Linked DNA regions of Mus musculus: region 1 is linked to region 2. Evidence: chromatin contacts called from public Hi-C data. All regions are on one chromosome and are shown on one strand. The core of a region is the stretch at or near the end of the contact, and the rest is flanking DNA. Distances in the headings are between cores, read along the strand shown. Region 1 overlaps Gm29811 (predicted gene, 29811). Region 2 overlaps Tbck (TBC1 domain containing kinase).

Evidence for each region. A called contact is a pair of places that touch in the nucleus more often than the background predicts.
Region 1: a Hi-C map of group 2 innate lymphoid cells shows a contact between it and region 2, with 2.8 times the contacts expected there. The contact joins two enhancer-like sites. A contact is called at or near these places in 6 of 484 Hi-C or Micro-C datasets (the G1E-ER4 cell line, brown adipocytes, group 2 innate lymphoid cells and 3 more) and 3 of 115 datasets of contacts at active chromatin or transcription factors (embryonic stem cells, microglia and pancreatic cancer cells).

The regions. Positions count from the first base shown.
Region 1 is chr3:132,861,728-132,866,404 of GRCm38.p6, reverse strand. The region is part of intron 1 of Gm29811 (predicted gene, 29811); the gene reads left to right. Among named protein-coding and RNA genes, the nearest start is that of Gm29811, 15 kb to the left of the region's middle. Within about 2 kb of position 1,969, at least 25 of the 459 cell types and tissues checked have an H3K27ac peak or open chromatin away from gene starts, as enhancers often do. A contact at or near this core is called in group 2 innate lymphoid cells, where this site is marked.
Region 2 is chr3:132,754,904-132,759,611 of GRCm38.p6, reverse strand. The region is part of intron 22 of Tbck (TBC1 domain containing kinase); the gene reads right to left. Among named protein-coding and RNA genes, the nearest start is that of Gm30294, 20 kb to the left of the region's middle. Within about 2 kb of position 3,206, at least 8 of the 459 cell types and tissues checked have an H3K27ac peak or open chromatin away from gene starts, as enhancers often do. A contact at or near this core is called in group 2 innate lymphoid cells, where this site is marked.

The DNA.
Region 1 (4,677 bases), core at 720-3,219, 110 kb before region 2:
ATCTGAGGCATTGGGTCCTTAACATTGGCTGTACTCACGTTATACATACATACATACACACATACATATACACACACATACATACATACACATATACATACATACACACATACATATACACACACATGCATACATACACATATACATATATATACATACATACACACATACATATATACACATACATATATATACATATACATATACATTACATACACACACATACATACATTACATACATACATACATTACATACATGCATACCCACATACATACTCAGGTCTTCACCTGCTCTCCATAGACAAGGGAGATTTTCAAGATGAAAGACATGACTTGGCCTTAAAGATGGCTTTTGGAAAGCATGTGTGGAGGTGGTGAAGGTCTTCCTCTGCAGAATGGTAGGGCTTCTGCCACCATTGTATCTTCAAAGCTTTTTACTGCTATGGAAAATCACCACTCAATGCGATCAGAGTATCACAGCGCCCACTTAGGCCTTGGCTCCAAGAATGTCTGCTTTGCACATTCGTCCTGCATGGCAAGACATCCTCACCACAGGTAACATAACCCTGCATGTGAGAAGGCTTGTAAATAAATAACCCCTTACATTCCACATCAATCCATCTAGCCCCTGACAAGAACTTAAGGCTTGTACTGCAAGGTTAAAAATTATCCAGAGGTGCCCAGTGAGCTCGCTCCTGGGAACTTCTGCAGGAAAGTCACCAGCCATGAGCACTGGCTGTGGACAGCCCATGTCCCTGGAAGGACTCTTAGACCTGAAACCAGAAAATTTGAGAAGAAAAAAGAGATGATGAAGATGATCCTATGTCACAGCAACCAGCTCACCCAGATGAAGTGGGGCTCAATCTGTCTTTGTCTGCTGTGATCACGAGGAGGGAGGGGTTTCTAGGGGAATCCCTGTCTTAATTTGCCTTCTGGGTAACTGTTCCCAGAAGCAATCATCACAAGCCAGTTCCATTTAGGACACCTCATGGTTTTTCACATTGCCTCATTGATATCTGGGTGTGTGTGTGTGTGGGGGGGGGTAATATGCCCTATTCCCTTTTAAGATGAACAAAGCAAATACTAAAAGAAACAGTCTTTATTCAGAGTCACATGGTTGAAAACGCACATCCCCATTCACCCAGTGAGCCCGTTTGGTCTGCGTAGGCATCAACAAGATCCTGTTTTTCGTGACTAAATGCTTCCCATGCTTGGGCTTTCTGAAATGTATCGTGGTAAGCCACAGAATGCAATGATCTATACCGTTAAAGACTGCAAGGAAATGGGACTCTAACCATCAAGCCATGTCGCATTGGTTAGGTGGGAGAGTAGTTCCGTAGTGGGAATCCTAGAAACTCCTCAGTTGTGTGAGATGGAGGCTGTTTTTTAATCTTTCTGTTTTTATTGGATTGGGGGAGGTCTTCCCATTTTTCTGGTTTGAGATTTTGTATTTGACAAACTAAGGCAAACAAAGACAAACAAGAAAAGGGCACTTTACCAAAACAGCTCTTCATTTTTACTAAAATGTTAATTATTCTCGCTGAGCCATCCCCAAATTTCTACCATTATCAATTTTTCATGCGAGAACTATTTCAAAATGCGAGCTCCAGGGAGCTAACCACCAACCCACATCGCTGCGGCTTAGCAGCTCAGACTCTCTGGCTCCCACCTCGAAAGCTCAAAGTGGCATTGAGCCAGAAATTAGGTTGGCGCTCTGCAGGGAGGCAGGAGCTAGCCAGGACAGGTTGTCTCAGGTGAGATCCACGGGGCTGAGAATTTTAGGAGGGGGCATAAGAAGGCAGGTCCAGCAAAGAGAATCTGACATTTCTCAGGGCTGGCTCCCCGTGCTTGGGGGGCGGGGGGGAGGAAACTGGATAAGCAGAATGGTGGCTTCAGTGGGTGGTGTAGTCTCAGTCACTCTCTGATCAGATCCAAGTATTACACTGTGAACGGCAGCGGTTGGGGCATGTACAAACATCGTTTCTGGTTGCTGGTAACATTGGATTGTGGATTGGGGGCTGGAGGCTTTCAGAGGATATCAGGGTTACGGGTAGAGATCACAGATATGGGAGTTGGCAAGGTGGAGCTGCAGCTAGGTTCAGGAAGTAACCCTGAATTCACTGCACACCCTGAGCACCGTCCTGACCCCCGCAGCCGTCCCTCCATCCCTCCACGCCTCCCATAGAGGACTTGCTGATTTCGAAGTACCTTGAATCACAATCTTCCATGGCTGGCAACAAAAGCATCATGGGGAATCCACCCACGATTAATGAGCTTGCACTTGTGCCAGACATGGCGACTCCGTGCGTGTTACTTCGTCCTCACACAACCCCAGTCAGATACCATTGTCCCACTTGATTGCAAAAGGAGGCTCAGAGGCCAGGGAAGGTTGAGAAACCTGCGTAGGTTACACAGGCGCTGAGGAGCTGTTCCTGTTTGTGTAAAGGCAGACCTTCTGGCTGCAGGGCTGCTCCTCGCACGTTTCCACTGGAATATCAGGGCGCACGTGGGATTGCTTGGATGATACATCTGTCTGGGAGTTATTAACAGGATCTGAGGATAGTTCTAGTCGTGATTCTGAAAAGGAAAGACCTGTTTCTCCTGGTCTCTTTACAGAAGGCAAACTGTGAGGAGTGGGTGCCTGCAAAGCAGAGAGAAAGAGATGAGCGAGAAAGCCACAAAAGCCCAGCTCCTGGGTCCAGACTTTGTGTGTTAAGACAGCAGGGGCTCAACCCACTGAACACCTTGCAGTGTGTAAGGGGGCATGGGCTCATGGGTGTTACAGGACTGGTACCGACTGAAGGAGAAAGCACAAAACATGGTGGCCTTCTCTCATAGGTTATCTAAGAACGTTACCAGTGGGCAGCAGCCCCGGACTGGAGTTGAGGCTGGCAAGGGTTCCTATCCTGCCTTAATTTCCTACTTTCTCTTTAAAATGAGGGCATCTATTCACTCATGCTTTATCTATGTATCATCGCTGTCATCTGTCTACTCAAACCTGTCTACCCTCTGTCTAACCTGATATTGATTTGCTGAGGGAAAGCTAACTCATACTCACAAACACACAACAGTCTCCATGGAAACCACAATCTGCTACAGAAGCAGCAAAGAACAACGCATACCATACTATGATAAAAGTTCTAAGAGAGATGAGCCAAAGGATGGGTGGAACCATACAGAATTACCCTCTGCAGTGACACTGGTGTGTAGGGCAGGCACTGAAGAAATTTCCAGGGTGAACCTTAGATCATGAGTGAAGGGAACCAAAGGGAGCTAATAGTGCAAAATGGAGGGGGAGAGGAAGCACTGGAGGCCCAAGTCAATTGGCAGTTAAATCTGTTTGTGAATTGCTTGGTATCAGGTCCCCAGTAGAGTGTGCCTGCTCAATAAATGACAGAGCGGTCCTTACTTTAGACAATTTGAAATATAGTACTTGTTTATTTCAACCTCAGGGTGAAAACACTCTCTCTCTCTCTTCTCATGTGGTCTTCTCGATAGTTCAGTCTGTTGTTCCGGGTGCCAGCACCTTTGTCTCCCTCACACTGTGGATCCCTAGGAGGGGAGCTGCTGGGGTGCACAAACGTCTCCCCGGCTTCTGCAATGCACATTTCAAGAACCACTTCACACTCTGGTCCTGCTCTTTGGCTCCATGGTGGAAAGGCATCGGTCTCATGTCATTGTTGATGGCCAGAGGCAGGCTGCACACTGCTTTCCCGAGAGAGCTAGTGGAAGCTGGATGACTTCCCGAGGCTCAAAAACATTCATAGAAGAAACTTCCGGGATCTTGTGACTTTTGAGGTGGTGTGACCTGAGGAAGTGAACACAAGAATTTAGCAGTCAAGTGTTCCATCACAGGTACCTTGCAGACAGAGATGTGGGGCGATTCATTGGCCCTCTACATAGTGTGCATCTTGACATACGCCTAAGATAATTCACCACACTTTCTACCTGAGCCTGGTTCTCTGCACCCACTGACTCTTGAGAAGACACTCTTCAGTTCTCAGAACAGCAGTCTGAGAGAAAGTTGATATAGTGAAGTACACACAGAAACTGTCGTGCCCAGGTACTACAGCCCTATTGGGTTAAATGAAGCCAATGGCCACTTTGTCATTCAGAGTGAAAGGGTGGTAGTGATACAGCAGCGTTGATGGCTGGCATTGCTTGCTCTGCAGAGCTGTGAGGGAGGACAGACAATAAGCACTGATTTCCTTATCATGCTTGATTAGGAAGACCCGAAGGCATGGCTGAGCCTGAGTGTATTGGGTGTGGACCTTCAGAGGACAGGACAGGAGCTATGAAGATACCAGAGAAGAGACTCCTCAACACAGCAGGAAAGCCCTGAGTTTGGAATGTGCTTGGTAACTGAGACATGTGACCAGGACTCCAATGTCAGTTGGAGCCCAGTTAGTTGTGCCAAGGGCCAAAACGAATGAGGACTATTTGCTATAAGTTTGGTTTTTATTGTGAGTAAACTAGGTAGCTGTTTGGGATGTGGTTCTGAGGAGAAACTGGTATGGGAAAATTCGAGCATCTACCAGGAAGTATGGTCCAGGGAGATGAGCATGATGGTGTTAGACAATGTCCTGCAGATGTGCATGGCTTGTGGATGCTGACGAGGGCTGAGCCAATGGGATCTACTGGCTGATTGCATAGAGGCTCAAGAAGCACACAGAGCAG
Region 2 (4,708 bases), core at 1,957-4,456:
TCTTAGTTTTAGTAACTTGACTTTTAGTCCCTAAATATTTCTATGGTTTTCTCATATATAGAGCATAGAAAATGTGATATTTAAGTGAGTTGCTTAAAAATATGCTATGGGGTTTGGTGAAAGGCCTAAGTGGGAAGAGGCACTTGCTGCCAAGCCTCAAGCCTCAGTTTCACACTCAGAACTTTCACAGTGGAAGAAGAGAACTTAAGGGCTGGAGAGATGGTTCAGTGGTTAAGAGCACTGACTACTCTTCCAGAGGTCCTGAGTTCAACTCCTAGTAACAACATGGTGGCTCATAACCATCTATAATAGAATCCCATGCCCTCTTCTGGTGTGTCTGAAGACAGCTACAGTGTACTCATATACATAAAATAATAAATAAATTTAAAAAGGAATTTACTTGAAACACATAAAATAGTATTATTGCAGAAGATTCTATAAAAGAGAATAACAACAGAATAAAAAATAAACATCTCAAGTTACAGAAATTCACTGTAAAATTACTGCCACATTGGCCTTATGCAGGTATACTCATCCTCGAAACTGCTTATACATACCTTTATCCCCTTAGTGACAAATGGATGCTACAGCAGCCTGGAAAGGGGCAAAGCAGAAGAAAGCCTGACAGACCTCATCATGTTCCTTTGCCAAAGATCAAGTGTCCATAGCTGTGTGGGTTAATTTCTGGGTCTTCAATTCTGTTCCATTAATCTTCCTGCCTGTCTCTGTACCAATACCATGCAGTTTTTATCACTATTGCTCTGTAGTAGAGGTCAGGGATGGTGACTCCCACAGAATTTCTCTTATTGTTGAGATCAGTTTTCATTATCCTGGGTTTTTTGTTATTCCAAATAAATTTGAGAATTGCTCTTTTTATCTCTGTGAAGAATTGAGTTGGAATTTTGATGGGGATTGCATTGAATCTGTAGATTGCTTTTGGTAAGATGCCCATTTTTACTATGTTAATCCTGCCTATCCATGAGCATGGGAGATATTTCCATTTTCTGAAGTCTTCTTCAATTTCTTTCTTCAGTGACTTGAAGTTCCTGTCATACAGATCTTTCACTTGCTTGGCTAGACTCACACCAAGATATTTTATATTATTTGTGAGTATTGTGAAGGGTGTCATTTCCCTAATAACCCATAATTGCTCCTGTCTAAAGGAAATACTGGGACAAAGAGTGGAGCAGAGTCTGAAGGAAAGACCAGACTGCCCCACCTGGGGTCCCATCCCATATAAAGACACCAAACCCAGACACGATTGCTGATGCCAAGAAGCGCTCGCTGACAGAAGCCTGATATGGCTGTCCCCTGAGAGGCTCTGCCAGAGCCTGACCAATACAGATGCAGATGCTCACAGCCAACCATCGGACTGAGCATGGGGACCCCAATGGAGGAGTTAGAGGAAGGACTCAAGGAGCTGAAGCGGTTTGCAGTCCCATAGGAAGAACAACAATATCAACCAAGCAGACCTGACCCCCTGTACTGGTTAGTTTTGTGTCAACTTGACACAGCTAGAGTTATCACAGAGAAAGGAGCTTCAGTTGAGGAAATGCCTCCATGAGATCCAACTGTAAGGCATTTTCTCAATTAGTGATCAAGGGGGAAAGGCTCCTTGTGGGTGGGACCATCTCTGGGCTCGTAGTCTTGGTTCTATAAGAGAGCAGGCTGAGCAGACCAGGGGAAGCAAGCCAGTAAAGAACATCCCTCCATGGCTTCTGCATCAGCTCCTGCTTTCTGACCTGCTTGTATTCCAGTCCTGACTTCCTTTGGTGATGAACAGCAACTTGGAAGTGTAAGATGAATAAACCCTTTCCTCCCCAACTTGCTTCTTAGTCATGATGTTTGTGCAGGAATAGAAACCCTGACTAAGACACCCCCCAATCCCCAGAGCTCCCAGGGACTAAACCACCAACCAAAGAGTACACATGGAGGGACCCATGTCTCCAAGCCGCATATTTAGCAGAAGATATTCTTGTTGGACATCAGTGGGAGGGGAGTCCCTTGGTCCTGTGAAGGTTCGATGCCCCAGTGTAGGGGAATGCTAGGATAGTGAGGTGGGAGTGGGTGGGTGAGGGAATACCCTCTAGAAGCAGAGGGGAAGAGGAGGAGATGGGGGTTTGTGAGGTGAAACCAGGAAGGAATTATATCTGAAATGTCAATAAATAAAATAACTAATAAAGTTTTTTAAAAGTGTAAAAAAAAGACGTTGGGCATATTTCCCTTTATGAGTTTTTATGCCGGCTGCATTTTGCATATTATTTTAGTAGTCAACACAACAGTGTGAGACGTGATACTGTCACTTTACTGTTCATTATCAAAGGAAGTCAGGACAGATACTCAAACATTGGGAGAAACCTGAGGCAGAAGCTCATGCAGAGACCATGGAGGCATGCCTCTTACTGGCTTACTTCCCATGTCTTGAACTTGATTAGTCTGCTTTCTTGTAGAACCCTGGACTACAATCCCAGAAGCGGCCCACCCACAATGGGCTGGACCCTCTACCTCAATCACCAAAAATGCCTTCCAGGCCTGCCCACAGCCTGGTCTTAGAGAGGCGATTCTCCATTGAGCCTCCCACCTCTCTGATGAATCTAGCTCAGGCCAAGCTGACATAAATGGGGCAGCCCACGTGGCTGAAGTGCTGTGCTGTGTACATGGCTACTCTCCCTTTGCAGAGCAGGCTTTTGCAGCAGCAGCATCACACTACAGGTTTCTCAGTTCACACAGGCCGAGCATGGTGAAACTCGACTGGAACTCATGTGTGCCTTGACTTCTAAGCCTGTGGGTGCTGGCCTCTATAAAAACTATCGTGAAGCAAGAAAAACATGTTTTTCCTAGTCATACAAAACAATAGCCCTGAAGGCTTAATTTTAAAGGTAATTTCTAACAATGAATTCTTATGACAGTTAACTTCAAGAATTTTTAGAAATAGCTAAGAGGAGAGATTACTACATTTATATTATTAAGAAGGCAGCATATTATATTTGAATAAAAAGCAAGAAGCATAATAATAACAACAACAATAATAATAGTATTAATAACATTTACAATTTATATTGCATCTGTCTTATGCTGCTTTAATTCTTTATCTGTACTAATTTAACACAGTGATCTATTGACAGGAAATATGGTCATTATCAGAGTTAGAGATGAGGAAATGAAACCACTTCTCTACGGTTCCCATGACCTAGTTTGTTAAACCTTCAGTGGGATTTTACTGCAACACAATGTATTTAGTTAGTTAAACTCAATGCTGATCCTGGCCTTAAAATTAGAAGTACAATATAGTTAGCCTATCTATTCTTTGTAGGTAGACTAACATACAATTTGTTTCAAAAGTGCTCGACACTATTATTGTCTAATACTCTGAACATGTTAGTTTGTGTATGGTCTGCATTTACATTTTAGGGTTGTCAATGGCTACTTCCAAAGTTCTTCAAGCAACTTTCAAGTTGGGAACTTAGCATGCCAAAAAATGAAATTCTTTAAATCTACTTGAGAAAAATATCCCACCCAGGTACAATATCATTAAAAATGAAACATGGGCCACTTAAGGGTAAATGCATTTCTCATGAGCTTTTCTCAGGAAGAGGAATCACATCCAGTGAGTAAAGCGTGCTGAGCAAGCAGAACAGCACAGTGGGTCAGGGCGCTGCCCATCAGTAGATGCATCCTGGTTTCAAAGGCGAAGAGAGGGCTGCACTTCAACTACTTAGTTCTAACACACGGACATGCTAGGGCTCTGCCTTCAGAGGTCTTTATTACAAACTGCACTAGCTGAGTTAGCACTGGTCACAAATTTGCCTATAAGCCATCATCACAGATGTTTTCACCAGCATTTGTGGGACACTTACGCTTGGAAGGAAAGCCACCAAGTTTACTAGATTTGAAAATACACAATCAGCATTCCCAACATACTTATTTTTATAACTGACCGAAAAATTCCTTTAATCCTGATCAATCCTCCTCTGCTTCCTTTGACAAAGCTGGGATGACAGGGAAACAGCTGTGGGGCACAGACTGCTTCCGGGTTTGTGAAACTGGCTTCTGTGTTTTTACTCAGATCCACTACCTTCCAGAAAAAAACTGAAAAATAAAGTCCAGAACTATCATTGCTTAATGTAAGAAATAACTTATTTTAATTAAATTTGATAAATTGGATGACATTTGTGAAAAAATGAGAAAGAAAAGTTTTTAAATTATTCCAACACATTTTCGTTATTATTTTCCCTCAAAGGATGAAGACTTTTAAAAGATGTCAGAGTAGAAAATATTCACCAAATATAAACAAAGGTAGGTGGCAGATTCCTTATTTCTCTTAAAAGTGCTTAATAAATATATAATCTCAAAACTCACTGGTCTTTTGTTTGTTGTTCAGTGGCCTCTCTCAGACGGTTTAATTCATTTACTATCATTACTTGTGCCTGCGAGAATACTGGCATCATCATTGGAACCAGGAAAAAACACAGAACCAGAAAATTGTGAGAAAATGTAAAATTTTTGTATTAAAAAAAAAGAAACACTTAAAGAAATGTTCAATGTTCTAAGTCATCAGGGAAATTAAAATCAAAATGCCTCTAGATTCCATCTTACACCAACTAGAATGACTAAGATAAAAAACTAAGTTGACAGCACATGCTGGGGAGGACTTGGAGAAAGGGGCACACTGCTCCACTGCTGGCAGGAGTGCAGACCTGTACAGCCA